Linked DNA regions of Cyprinus carpio: region 1 is linked to region 2. A link is a contact called in public Hi-C data. All regions are on one chromosome and are shown on one strand. The core of a region is the stretch at or near the end of the contact, and the rest is flanking DNA. Distances in the headings are between cores, read along the strand shown. Region 1 holds the start of LOC109063508 (kelch-like protein 25). Region 2 holds the start of LOC109069801 (A-kinase anchor protein 13-like).

Region 1 (6,793 bases), core at 2,391-4,890, 140 kb before region 2:
GATCCACTAAGCACGTTCCTAAATTTATTTATTAAAGAAATAACAATCTGGTGCCAGAACACATTGCGTCCTCAGCACATGATTCAGTTTCACAGATAGCTTAGAGATGTCTAAATATGGGGCTGCAAAACCACAACAGGCTCATCAGATGCTTGATATGCTTCATCATCTTTAGCTGAGAGACGCAACGCCATTAGCATCTCACCTAAATGAACTGACATGCAGATGACGGCAACAAAGATACCAGACGCTCTGAAGCTTCACACAGTTACACTTAGATTAGTACACTGCAAACTAGTCTACTGCCTTTCAATAATAAATATCTAAAATTTCATAAAACATCTAGTCTACAATGATCATAACTAAGTAGTCTAAGTAAAAAGAAAATTTAAAAAAATGTAAAATGAATGCAAAATGATCAATGTGACTACATAAATTACAAAATTATTGTACTTTTTAGTGTAAAATGCCATATTTGCATCCAATGAATGCATCCTTTTCAATACCATTACATATTTAATGCATATAACAAAAAATAAGTAGATAAAAATGAATGCATAAAGAAATGCCTAAATAAATACATTATAGATAAAGAAATGCATAAATAAATGAATATATATAAATAAATGCCTAATAAATGCATATACATAAATAAATGCGTAAAAAATGGATATAGATAAAGAAATGCATATAGATAGATAAATACATAAATGAATGCGTATACATAAATAAATACATAAATAAATGCATATAGATAAATGCGTAAATAATTGCATATAGATTAATGCATAAATACCAAAAACAAAAAATAATTAAATGAATTCTCACTCTTATATTGCATGAAAGACTATTAATAATAATAATAATAATATACTTACAACTGATTAAGTGCTGTCTCAGCTTTCTTATCAAAGATGACTTGGAAAACGTCCACGGTTGGGTGACCTGTGCAGGGGCCTCAGGTCCAGACGTTTCTTCCCGTGTGTCTTCCATGTTCAGCTTGCGTTTTTGCAAAGAGAACCTGGCTAGAATGAAATAAACTGGCCTTCAATCAGATCAGGGGTTACGACCAAGCACACTTAACCTCTGTTGCATAGAAACCTCTCTACAAACTGTTCCACGGCGAGAACATATCATTCGAAATTCAGAGCGTCAGTGGTACGTCATGTGGGTCAAATTTTATTGTTTGGCAACAAGTGCACCATGGGTAGTGCAATTTACATAAAACCAAGCACTGTTGGAAAGTTTACAGTGATCTTCAAATATCATTAGGATTATGGCCTTGCTATTTTAGGGGGCATTTGTCATGTCAGGATAACCCATGGGTTCTCCTGTGGCCCTCTTAGTGGCCAGCTGCATATCTGTGGTGCATAAAGATTAAAATGATGAGGGACATTACCATCTTTTCATCAGGGTCATTCATCAAGTGGAAGCCGCATGAAATGTAATCCCTATGAAGATGATCCATCTTTTAACAAAAATTGAGATTTATCAGTTCTGAATGCTTTTGAAGGTTTTTATATTTAGCAGCCAGATAAACAGACAGATATAACTATATAGATTGACAAAAATGTAATATAAAAGTAAAACTGCACACATGCAGATAAACGTTAACATATTATAAACATTAAAATTTTTTTGTAAAACAGCTCTGAAATGTGAAAAGCGCTACACAAATAAATCTGACTTGACATGTACAAATATTATTTAATCTATATAATCCTCTCTTTTGGCACCTGGCTTACCCTGTCTGGTTTATATGGCACTTATTCAACATTTAAAATTAGATATGTCTCACATTGCGTGCCTTTTAAGTCCTAAACCTTTTTTTACCCCAGCAAAAGCTGCTGTAAGCACTGCAGTAAGTCTGTGGCTTTATTATAGTACTACAATTTCATGATCTGACTCCTAATGACCGCAGCATATGCGGTCAAAACTCTGCCTGTCTTGCATGAATTAACGCAGTAAAGATCAGCACATTTCTCTACACTTAAAGAGCCTTTGGTCCCGGATTAGATTTAGACAACTAATAGAGGATACTCCCTTGGTAATTTTGCAGATGGAACATAGTTAATTATGGCCACCAATGAAATTCAACCATCTCTTTAGCTAAGCCAAGGACAAGGCAGTGGTCTCAATGCACTGGCCCAGAAAATGCATTCAGACTCAAATCGAAGTGAACTTGATCGTATTACACATGGTTCAGCAACACAGGGACAGACTAGAAAATTCACAGGCTCAAGTGATGAACCCAGAGATGAAATGCCAGAGAGTTATCATTTGCAGAGAGACCATTAACACAAACTGTGGAATAAAAATCAGATAGCAACTAAAGACTCATGATGAGTGATAATAAACCAATATTTCTAAAGAAAACTAAATTAATAATATAAATATAAAATATAACAGTTTAACCTAAAATATTGATGTTAATGAATTAACCTAATATTGCACAAAAAAAAAAGAAACAATCTGAAGTATATTACAAGCGAGACATTAAAGTTAAATAAATAAATAAGGCATTTTCTTGTGGAATCTATCTTGCTCAGCGGTTTTCAAATTCACAGACCCTCAGTCCACAAGATGCACAATTTAAGAATTTATGATGATAGATAGATAGATAGATAGATAGATAGATAGATAGATAGATAGATAGATAGATAGATAGACCATGTTAATTTAAATATCTTTAAACATGTTTACATGTTAATTTAAATATCTTTAAACATTTTAATACATTTCAGAGTTATTTAAAACCATTCAGGCTTTCTAACAGTTACAATACAAAAGTCAGTTATTTAATATTGGAAATAACATGTTAAAGTATCACACTTGGCATGATTGTGGTTTTCATGAATTAAAATATGACTTTACAATTTTTGAAGCACAAACGATCCCCTCACAATGATCATTTTATTCCAAAAAACCTTCAAAACTCTTGCTCTAGTTAACACATAAAACAAGATCTTCAAGTAGGCTGTGGCCTGAAGAACACTTCAGCGTAAACATTAACAGTACTTAATGCACTCAGTATAGATATTATATGCGTTCACTTCAGCAGGGTCCATCAAACATTGAGTTTGCATTAGAACATGGGTCTACATCTATGATCAGATAGGTAAACAGTTCAAGGTTTATATTGTGCTTTATAATAGCCATGAATAGAACGATTCCACTAGATGGAGCTAAAAGCATTGCATTTAAAACATTCTCAATTGTTACATTCACACACATAAAATAAAAATAGCTGGAAAAGGATAGAACTATAGATTGCACTAACCCATTGCCTTATGAACAAACAACGGTGCGCTAATTCAATTATAAGAATAAAATACGGTCTTTTTTAATTCTATTAAAAAATAATGGCTATTATTCAAAAGCAATTACATATTTGCCAAAATACTGCTAATGTGGGTGAAGATCGATCTTTGTAGCAATCTTAAAAAGCGTATATGTGCACAAAAAGTCATAATACTTCCCTGCTAATTGTTGTGACGCGCTGTCGTCGCCTTCCGCGACACTCCTCCCACTATTGCGCCATTGGTTGCTTTGTACTGAAAACAGCGCAGGCTTTCAGGTTGGAAGGTTCCTAATGGCTACAATTTATATTTGCATAAATTCTCAGTGCGTGATTGGTCGACGGCACGCCAATCAACCGATTCCCCTGCTTTTGGATATTACCTCAGGAGACTCCACAGTTTTTCATTAGTGAGGACTGGAATGTGAACAAAGTAACACAGCCAAGTAACCAGACAAGAGGTGAACAAAACTATGATTTTTTCCCTAATTTCTAAACTGCACAACATCAGGATTTCTCACTAGCGCCCAGAATACTGTAAGTATGCCATGTCTTTCTAAAAATAGTCTTGTATATGAGCAAAAAAAAAAAAAAAAAAAGCTTCAGCTGATTAACACTCTAACCAACATCTGCACTGTTCTTCCTGTTTTTGGCAGGGCTGGAAAAGCCAATACACTCAGTCAGGATTAGATGTGAGCTGGATAGGGATTGGTGACTACCTCTTGCTTCTTCCAGAAGGAGAAATGGGTGTAAATCGGAAGATAATGATCGCTTACAGGGAGAGCAGCGTCTTTACGTGTCTCTAATCGCCAGGAGTTTGTCAGGCTTTCTTCTGCATGTCAATACACTGAGTTACAACTCTCCGCTAACAGCATTAGCTCTTCTCATTCACAGTGTCGTTACTGAGCGGTCGCCGTAAACATAAGCGCAGATAAATCTGTCATTTTTGAGATGTTACTGTGGTTACTTTTAATTTTACAATTACATTTTACCTCAGTGTAAGTTATCCATTTAATCAGGTGTCTCTTTACATTGTTTAGCTCACTAGCGAGCTGGCTAACTAGCTGTAGTTGGTGCGCATTTCTGAAGTCCCGTGGCGCAGAAAATAGTCGCCGTTTACTACGAACTTGCCAATCTTATTGCTTATCAGTTGTTTTTTTTATTCCATATTGGCTACACTTGTTAACATACAACCACTTTTCATAGTGTATTGAGACGAGGGATTAACTAAAGGAACGATGGACAGAATATTGTATTTGTTGCTTTTTTGCCCAGCCCAGCCCGAGCCACAGAACACCTGCTCCTAGTGATGATTTGTACAATTAAAACTGTGTTTATTCGATATAAAAGTCAGGACATTGCGTCTGAATGTATCAATGGCCTCAGGGTTCATGTACAATTTGAAGTTCATTCCAGTTATTTCTGCATTGGTCACAGTTCAAGTAAACAAACGCCTGTCTAACCGCATATTGGCTGTTGCATACTTTTGCAAAGGTTTCATGACCCTACCATTACAATTATATTTGCCTTAATTACTCACCTGGTACGTTATACTACCAATTGTTCTCCATTTTGTTCCTGTAACATTTTGGATGTTTAACACCTGGTTTAACTTGTCAGCTCATTTATAGGGGGCTCCATGTCCTGAAATGGGTGTCAAATAAGGGAGATGTCCAGATGTGCAGTTTTGGGCATCCTTGCAGGGTTGAAAAAAGCTGCTTTATGTTGTAATAATAAATAAGGAACGAAACATAGGAAGGTTTAGCATGCTTTCACTAAAGTTTTTTTCTTCTTCATTTCAGCCAAAATATGGCCAGTTTGGCCACACTACTATAACTTTCTGTAACAATGGCAGCGAGTACTGTCTGTAGTAACTATTTAGTGAAGTGTTCAGCAAGGATATTTTAAATGAATATAGCATTCCCTGAAAAAAAAAGGGTCAATTCAAAGTTGTCCATTTGGGGTACTGCCTCATTGACAAGTTGTTGTACCCCTAAAGGTACAATTTTTGCGTTTTTTTTTTTTTTTTTTTTTTTTTTTCAAGCCAAAATACATTTGCTATAGCGCTCCACATGCCAGCTCACTGAGAATGGACTGTGTATTACGACATTTCGGAAAGCAGTGGTGCATGAAATAGAGCTTGCGCAGCGAGAAATGTCTGCATTCACGTACTTGTGTAAAATATGTTTTAGCCTGAGTGCTGATAGAAGTACTTAGTCCAGATGATGGACTTCATGCAGGCCGGTGATTCATTGAGCTTTTTCAAATCAGCGAGGTTGCCAGCTTTTGACTTTCCGCAAACACACAAAAAGCACCTCCCACCTTCCATTGCTGTTGCCTAACTGAAATACAGCTCTGGAATACCAACATCCTTAGTGAAAAGAACCTGGAAAGGCTATTTAGTCAGTGGAGTCTAGATGTTTACACAGGAAGAACATTCAAAGAAATAAAGACCTTTGTTCCTCAGCCTCTCAGTGGCGTTGCAATTAAAAGGTGTCATTCATGCTGGTGAGAATATCCGCATGGATAGGTAGTTAGTTTGTTCGCATTGAATGATTCAGCAACTTTGGCATGGCTCATGCTGTTGTTGAGTGATGGTTACCATGGATGATGGGATGAACCATGTAGGAACTCCAAGGCAGTTTCATCAAGCTGTGAGCTTTCAGCTCTCTCCTTTTCATTCAGCCACAAACCTGTAAAAGTCCACTGTTGGAATTGTACATTTGAGAAATTGTCACAAAGCTGTATCTTGCAAGAAATGACTGGAGAAGTTTTCTTCTTGTACTGTATGTGGACAAAAATATCTCTCTTGCATTTTCTGTTCCCCTGGCCCCATAAAGGACTCTTTCGGCCTGGCCTGTTGGGACGCTTTTTGGGACCAATGCAGCCCCCTCCTCAGTTCCTCACTGTCAGTGCCTGTGCGTGGGTCAGCAGTTTTTGCCGCTGTAAGTGGTTTTAGACACCTGCTTGCTCCCTTTTCTCTTGTTCACCCATCAACAGCCCTGCATCCAACCCCTCCAATACCAGCCTCCCAGCTGCCCTTATCCCCCTGCATAGCTTTCTGCACGGATAGCTGTGACCTTGCATCCTTTGTGGTCAAACTATTGCATTGTGATTCATGTCATCCCGAGAGTGTGATCCATAAAGACCCCGCCGATATTTGTGCATGCTTGCACCCCTCTCTCGTCACAACCTCAAATTGTTTCAGTTAAAGGATCCAGTTTACATGCAAGCACATTTACTCACACAATGAGTCACTTGTAACATTGAACCTTTGCTCTTGAAACTTTAGTTCTCAAACACCAGATAGAACGAGCAAAACTGTCTGGATTTCACCAAATCATGAGCTGCAAGCCAATCAGGGAAATCCTGAAATTTCATTAATATCAAGCCATACAACCTGTGCATTGTACATTTAAACCTTTAATTACCTGCCACAGCCTTTAAACCCAACAAATTAAATGTTGAAATATCAGGTTTTTTGTTTTTGTTGTA
Region 2 (6,585 bases), core at 3,714-6,213:
TTTGAAACAATGTATATTGTGAAAAGTGCGATACAATTAGATTTAACTTTTTACATTGCCTGTTGCTATTTGACTATTAGGCTAGTTAACATCCAAGTTGACACTAGAGAAAAAAAGTTAGAACAAGTTATTAGATTTAAGTTATTAGACAAAGACTTTTTATTTGTAATAATGTGCACTGAATAATCATGCAAAGTAAGGCAAGGAACGTGTTATGAAAGCAAATAGGCCTAAGCTAAATTTTGAGTTTAAGCTGACACTAGTAATGTGCATGTCTGGTGCTAGCAAGTAACCCAATTCTGCAAAATTGAATGTGCACTGACGACCTCAGGGTAGATAAAAGATAAAAGATAAAAGATATGACGTCACACAGAAAGGGGAGAGTCAGGTCACTTGGCAGGTGTACAACAACAAAGAGAAGAGCCTCGCTAATAGACTTGAAAGCACTTACACACATGCCGTCTCAGAGGACACACTTTGCTTCCTGCACATGCCAGGCATCCTCAGATTTACACCAATGAGGCACTTTCAATCTTTGGTTACAGCGGACAGACCAACTAGTTTTTCTTTGCGGAGAAATTACATAATGCCTTTACTTTAGAACAACAAGAAGTCTCTTGTTTAGATTTTTTTCAGGCACGGAGAACTGTGGCAAGGACTTTGCAGGAAATGTCACGTCACAAGTGTCTTTCTAAAGCTACATTTTAATCGTGTTACATTTATGGAGTCAAAATATTTTGTTTAATACACATAAAAAGCATTGCACAGCAAAATTTGGGGGCCAACAGGAGGCAAAACACTGCAAAAGAATCTGGACAAAACATTTTCTAAAATGAGTTTCTTTCCATAAAAAAAACTACAATAACATATTTCTGCAGACTGCTAAAACCAGTCAATCAAACTGACGATGTTCTTCATTGTTCAAAACTGAAACAGCATGCTGTACATTCAATTCAGCAGTGACAAGCAGCTCTTCCTCTAGCAAACAAAATATCTGGCTTTTATGGGCAATCGACGGATGTTCATGCAAACAGTCTTGTTGTTTGAAACCAGTTGAGTCTAAAAGGCTGGACTTTTTCTCAAGTATTTGCTGAATCAGAGAACATGGCCAAAGTTTCTGTCTGCCTGGCCGCTTTTATTAAAAAACAGGAGTCCCGGGAGACTCATGTGATATCCGTCGCTGACGAAAACAACCAACAGAACTGGAAAAGCACTTCTAGAGTCTGCAAGTGCTCAAAAACTGAGAATTATCTGAAAGATTAGCAGGCGGACTACACTGGAAAAGACTGGGTTTATATTCGATTTCTATTGATTCCACATCAGCACAATCCTTCGCATGTCTGGAAAACATTGAAACCTACAGCCTCCATTGGGAGAATTGGACTTCCTGAGATCTGTGTAACCATGGAGCTCTTTGATTACTAAAAGGTGGTGAATGGGACTCTCTTGACCTGTTTCTCGTAGAGCACAGATTATTCCCTTTATTTGCCTAGATGAAGTTTTTTGCCTTGGTCTTATAAGGAGTATTCTAGTTTCAATACAAAAAAAAAGTAACACTCTGAAAGATTGGCTATTCATTTAAATACTTTAGTGTGATTCTTTGTTGTGATTCTATTAGGTCTAACTTTTGTGGCTATACTGTTAATAATATAGTGTTTTAATGTTTTACTGCCTGACCCTATCCACTGCTATTGTACATGACCTTTAAAAACCACAATTAAAAAAAAATAAAAAAACACCTGAGGGGAAGGGTTGAAACTATTTTCTGTGGTGATTAACATCAAAATGGCATAGGCTAGATGCTGTAGATAGAACTTAACTTATATTGAACATGTAATATTCCTTCACACGACCGTTCAAAAGTTTGGGGTCAACAGGATTTTAAGTAATTAATACTTTTATTCAGCAAGGATGCATTAAATTGATCCAAAGTGAATGAATAAATAAACGTTGCTCGTTTGAACTTTCTATTCATCAAAGAATCCTGAAAAAACAGCACAACCATTTTCACCATAAATAATAAGAAGAAGTGGTTCTTCTTGCACACCAAATCAGCATATTAGTATGATTTCGGAAGGATCATGTGACACTGAAGACCGGAATAATGATGCTGAAAATTTAGCTTTGCCATCACAGGAATAACTTTTTTAAATTACATATTCAAAAAGAAAATTGTAATACGATTTTACAATGTTACTGTTTTTACTGTTTATTCAAATAAACAATGCCTTGGTGAGCATAAGAGACTTCCTTCAAACACACACACACAAAATTACACTAAACTTTTGAGCATAGAGTAAATAGCATAAGCAGCTGCAACAACATACAAGTGCGGATAATGTATGTCATTCCATAGGCCACTGCTGACTGGAGGGCAAAGTACAGTAAGAGCTGCTAGAAGCTCTTAAAATATTCAGTTCTTACATGCAGAATCTGAAAATGAGTAAAAATTAACTTCAAAACAAAGCTTATATCCTGCCATGCACATAGCAGACTTAAAAAAAAAAGAAAAAAGAGCCAAGTTGGAACCATGCTGCAAAACTAAGCTAATCATGCCTTTTTTGGTCAATGATGACCACCAATATAGATTAGATTATAAGTGATGCTGCGGTGCAATCTTTCCTAAATGATCAATCCCCCAAGAATTCCAATCAGTCAACTCAGTACTGATCTCGACAGAAAACATCTACCAGAAAGAAGCTAAAACTGCATTCTCTGTAATGAGATACAGATGAACCCTCTTGGATTTCTTCTGGCAGTGGTTTCATCTCCATAATCGCTAGCGGACACTTTCACTGTTTGACAACTGCATTTCGAGAAAGGAACAGGCCCGGAATTTGGATTAACAATAAAAACTCGGACTTCCATTATTATTTCTGTATTCCAGTTTTCATGTGTGGCTCATTAAGGTGGCAAATACCCTGAGAGTACTGAGGAAATTAAAAAATCTGCAAGGTTATTAGATTTTAGATCTGGCCAGCAAAAGCAAGATTTCCATAAGCAATTCCAAAAGGAGCAAAAGCGCAACATACAGAAACTTTTAAATCAGTTCTCAACTGGTGAGTCACGGAAAAGGCTAAATGAAAATAATAAAACAAAACTATCATGCATAGCTAGGAGAGCAAATAAATAAGCTTGTATTTCATGTTAATATAAAATAAAACTTAAATGTTAAGGATTTTTTGTTAACCTTTTTGCAATAATCTATGTTAGTTCTTGATGTTCAATACAAGTCCTACAAGTAAAACCAATTGAGAACCAGAGCTTAAATGAATAATAGATGCCAGGAACGACAGACAACCAAATACAAAACACATCCTGGGAATTCCAAAGCTTCTAGACAAAAGAACAACAATCTAGGACTGTGTAGTCTGGGAACACACACACAAAAAAAAACATATTTCTAATAACAAAGTGCAAGGCACAATCTTATGTTTACTAACAGTCAACTCGGCCTTTGTCTTTGATTCTGTCATTTTCACAGGCTAATCTGATGAGTCACGTAACCTGATGAGATAAATTCTTTAAATTTTACAGCTTTGAAGAGGAAAGGTTCAGGTTAAATGTGAACACCTTCTATATCAGGCCACAGAATGATTAGAATAACAGCAGGGGTTCAAACCGGGCTATTGATATAAACACTCTGCTGAGGTGAGTTCTGATCAACATCAAAGGCATGTTTGTCTAAAACACACCTGTCACCAAATAGTGTATAATCCAAACAGTTTTAACTAGTTTTTTAGTCTAATTATAAACCATCTTTCTTTCAAGATCAGAAATGAGAGAAAATAAGGTAACCGATTAAAGGAAAAAGTAAACAAAACAAAAATACAAAAAATAGTTCACATAAACAACTGAACAATTAAACATGAAATAAAATAATTGTAATATAAACATAAATATAATTAAATTATGCAATTAAATTATAAATGTCCCTGTCTGAAAGCGGATCCATGTGTTTTGGAACATGATAGTTTTCTAGTTGTTCTGAAACCACCAGCTGGTCATACCATCTTAAGATGGTCAAGCTAGTTTTTGGGACATGGTAGTTGGTAGACTAGACAATAACTGAATTTACATTCAGTACAATGATTTGAATAATAATAAAAAAATATTGTATACAGTGTGGCTATTGTGACGAAATGTAATGTTTTAGCTATTTACTGCCATAAGAAGAATATACTGACTTCTAGAAATATAAACACAGAATTATTTATAATTTCATTTACAACAACATTTTTTAAATTTTTATTATTATATACAATAATACTTGTTAAGCATCTACACCCTTTTCCCCTAAATTCTAAATAAAAGTGTTATAAATAAATGTGACATGCGGGATCCAGTTAAAGGCCAGCTCGGATCCACTAGAAACCATGTTCCACACAGTTATGTGTGGGTCTACCAGCAGGGGTTAATATCCTGCTGCAGTTAAGAAGTTATTACGACACAAATAAAACATCTAAAACATAATCTGCCGAAATCCTCACAATGACTTCACGGCAATTCTTGTAGGAAATTCGAGGTTGTCTTATCTTACCTCGAACGCTGCAGTGCTCAAAGCTTGCTTCCCTCGTTCACTCTCATTCCCTTTAAACGCTCACAAAACACCATCCAACGTTGTCTGCTTGGGACTGTTTGGCTGGTTACCGCAAACACGTTGAGCTGTCCTTCTATTCCAATGAACGTCGCGAGACAAACTACTTTGTTATAATGTTGCGCTACGGCGTCTGACTGGAGTAAAAGCGTTCTAAAATGTACCAAAACAAACGCTTGTTACGATGCTGGAACTTTTATTCTGCGCTGCGGGTTTTGACGAATGTAAAACGGTCTCAGAATGGAGAGACACAGATCACTTGTAACACTGTAGCAACTTCTATTCTTCTAGTCCGCGTGTCTCACAGGGCGGGACCAGCAGCAGTTAGTGGGAGCAGTGAGGTGTCTCTCTGGCCCTGAATGTCGCATGCTTGACTGTTTATTCATTCGAGCTTGAATAGGACTCGTGAATGTTTACTCATTTCTTGCTCTTGAACGAGGTGTTAACGTGCATGAATACTTATATTAGGGTTTTATTTAGATTATATGACTATAGTTGTTGTTTAGGCTGTAGTGTAGGTCTATGTCATTTAAATGCTTTTATTTGTTTGATTAATGGATACTTTTAAGCGATGACTGTATAAGAAGCCACGCTGCCAATTTAGATTTTTGTCTTAGGTTTCATATTGAAACATATCCAATGCCCAATGAAGTTATAAAATGAATATGACTGACCTCGTGTGGACAGTCTAAATATTACAACTGGGATCAATTCGTATTTCTGTTCGTCTGTCTGTCCGTGTAAATATGCATTTCTATCTCTGTCTGTATTTCTGTGTTTGCTTTTCTATACCTATCACTGTCTGTCTTCCATTCATTTCTATGTATTTCTTTGTCTGTCTGTTTTTCAGTCTTTGCTTTTCTATAACTATCACTGTCTGTCTGTCTGTCTGTCTGTCTGTCTTTCTATGTATTTCTATGTCTGTCTGTTTTTCTGTCTTTGCTTTTCTTCTTCTGTCTGTCTTTTTCTATAACTTCACTGTCTTTTATCTTCTGCTTTCTATCTGTCTATCTAAACTATTTCTGTACTGTCTGTCTGTCTATCTGTCTATCTATGTCTGTCTGTCTGTCTACCGTCTGTCTGTCTGTTCTATGTGAAAAACAAGTCTATTCTGTATTTTCTCGTCTGTATTTCTGTCTTCACTTTTTTTTATACCTATCACTGTCTTTCTGTCAGTCTGTATTTCTGTCTATGTCTGTCTGTCTTTCTATGTATTTCTCTGTCTGTCTGTCTGTCTGTCTGTCTGTCTGTCTATCTATCTATCTGGTAATTTCTATCTCCACCTTCACTTATACCTATATCTATGTATTTCTATGTCTGTCTGTATTTCTGTCTTCACTTTTTTTTATACCTATCACTGTCTTTCTGTCAGTCTGTATTTCTGTAACTATGTCTGTCTGTCTGTCTATATATGTTTTCTATCTTTCTATGTCTGTCTGTTTTTCTGTCTTTGCTTTTCTATAACTATCACTGTCTGTCTATCTGTCTGTCTGTCTGTCTGTCTATCTGTCTGTCTGTTGTATTTCCTTCTGCCTACCTAATTTCTTTCTGTCTATCTATCTATATCTATTTCTGTCTATATATCTTCACTTTTTTTTATACCTATTGTCTGTCTGTCTCTGTATTTCTGTCAGTCTGTATTTCTGTCTATGTCTGTCTGTCTGTCTGTCTGTCTGTCTGTCTGTCTGTCTTTCTATGTATTTGTCTGTCTGTCTCTGTATTTCTGTCAGTCTGTCTGTCTGTCTGTCTGTCTGTCTGTCTGTCTGTCTGTTCTGTATTTTCTCTGTCTGTCTGTCTGTCTGTCTGTCTATCTATCTATCTATCTATCTATCTATCTATCTCTCTATCTATCTATCTGTCTTTCTGTCAGTCTGTATTTCTGTCTGTCTATCTATCTATCTATCTATCTATCTATCTATCTATCTATCTATCTATCTATCTATCTATCTATCTATCTATCTATCTATCTATCTTATCTATCTATTTTT

What was found. A called contact is a pair of places that touch in the nucleus more often than the background predicts.
Region 1: a contact with region 2 is called in a Hi-C map of liver, with 4 times the contacts expected there. The contact joins the promoter of LOC109063508 here to the promoter of LOC109069801 in region 2. A contact is called at or near these places in 2 of 8 Hi-C or Micro-C datasets (liver and skeletal muscle).

Annotation. Positions count from the first base shown.
Region 1 is chrB25:8,762,995-8,769,787 of ASM1834038v1, reverse strand. LOC109063508 (kelch-like protein 25) reads left to right here and starts at 3,640. Exons shown (of 3, transcript XM_042752617.1): 1 at 3,640-3,759.
Region 2 is chrB25:8,621,511-8,628,095 of ASM1834038v1, reverse strand. LOC109069801 (A-kinase anchor protein 13-like) reads right to left here and starts at 4,963. Exons shown (of 41, transcript XM_042752714.1): 1 at 4,541-4,963.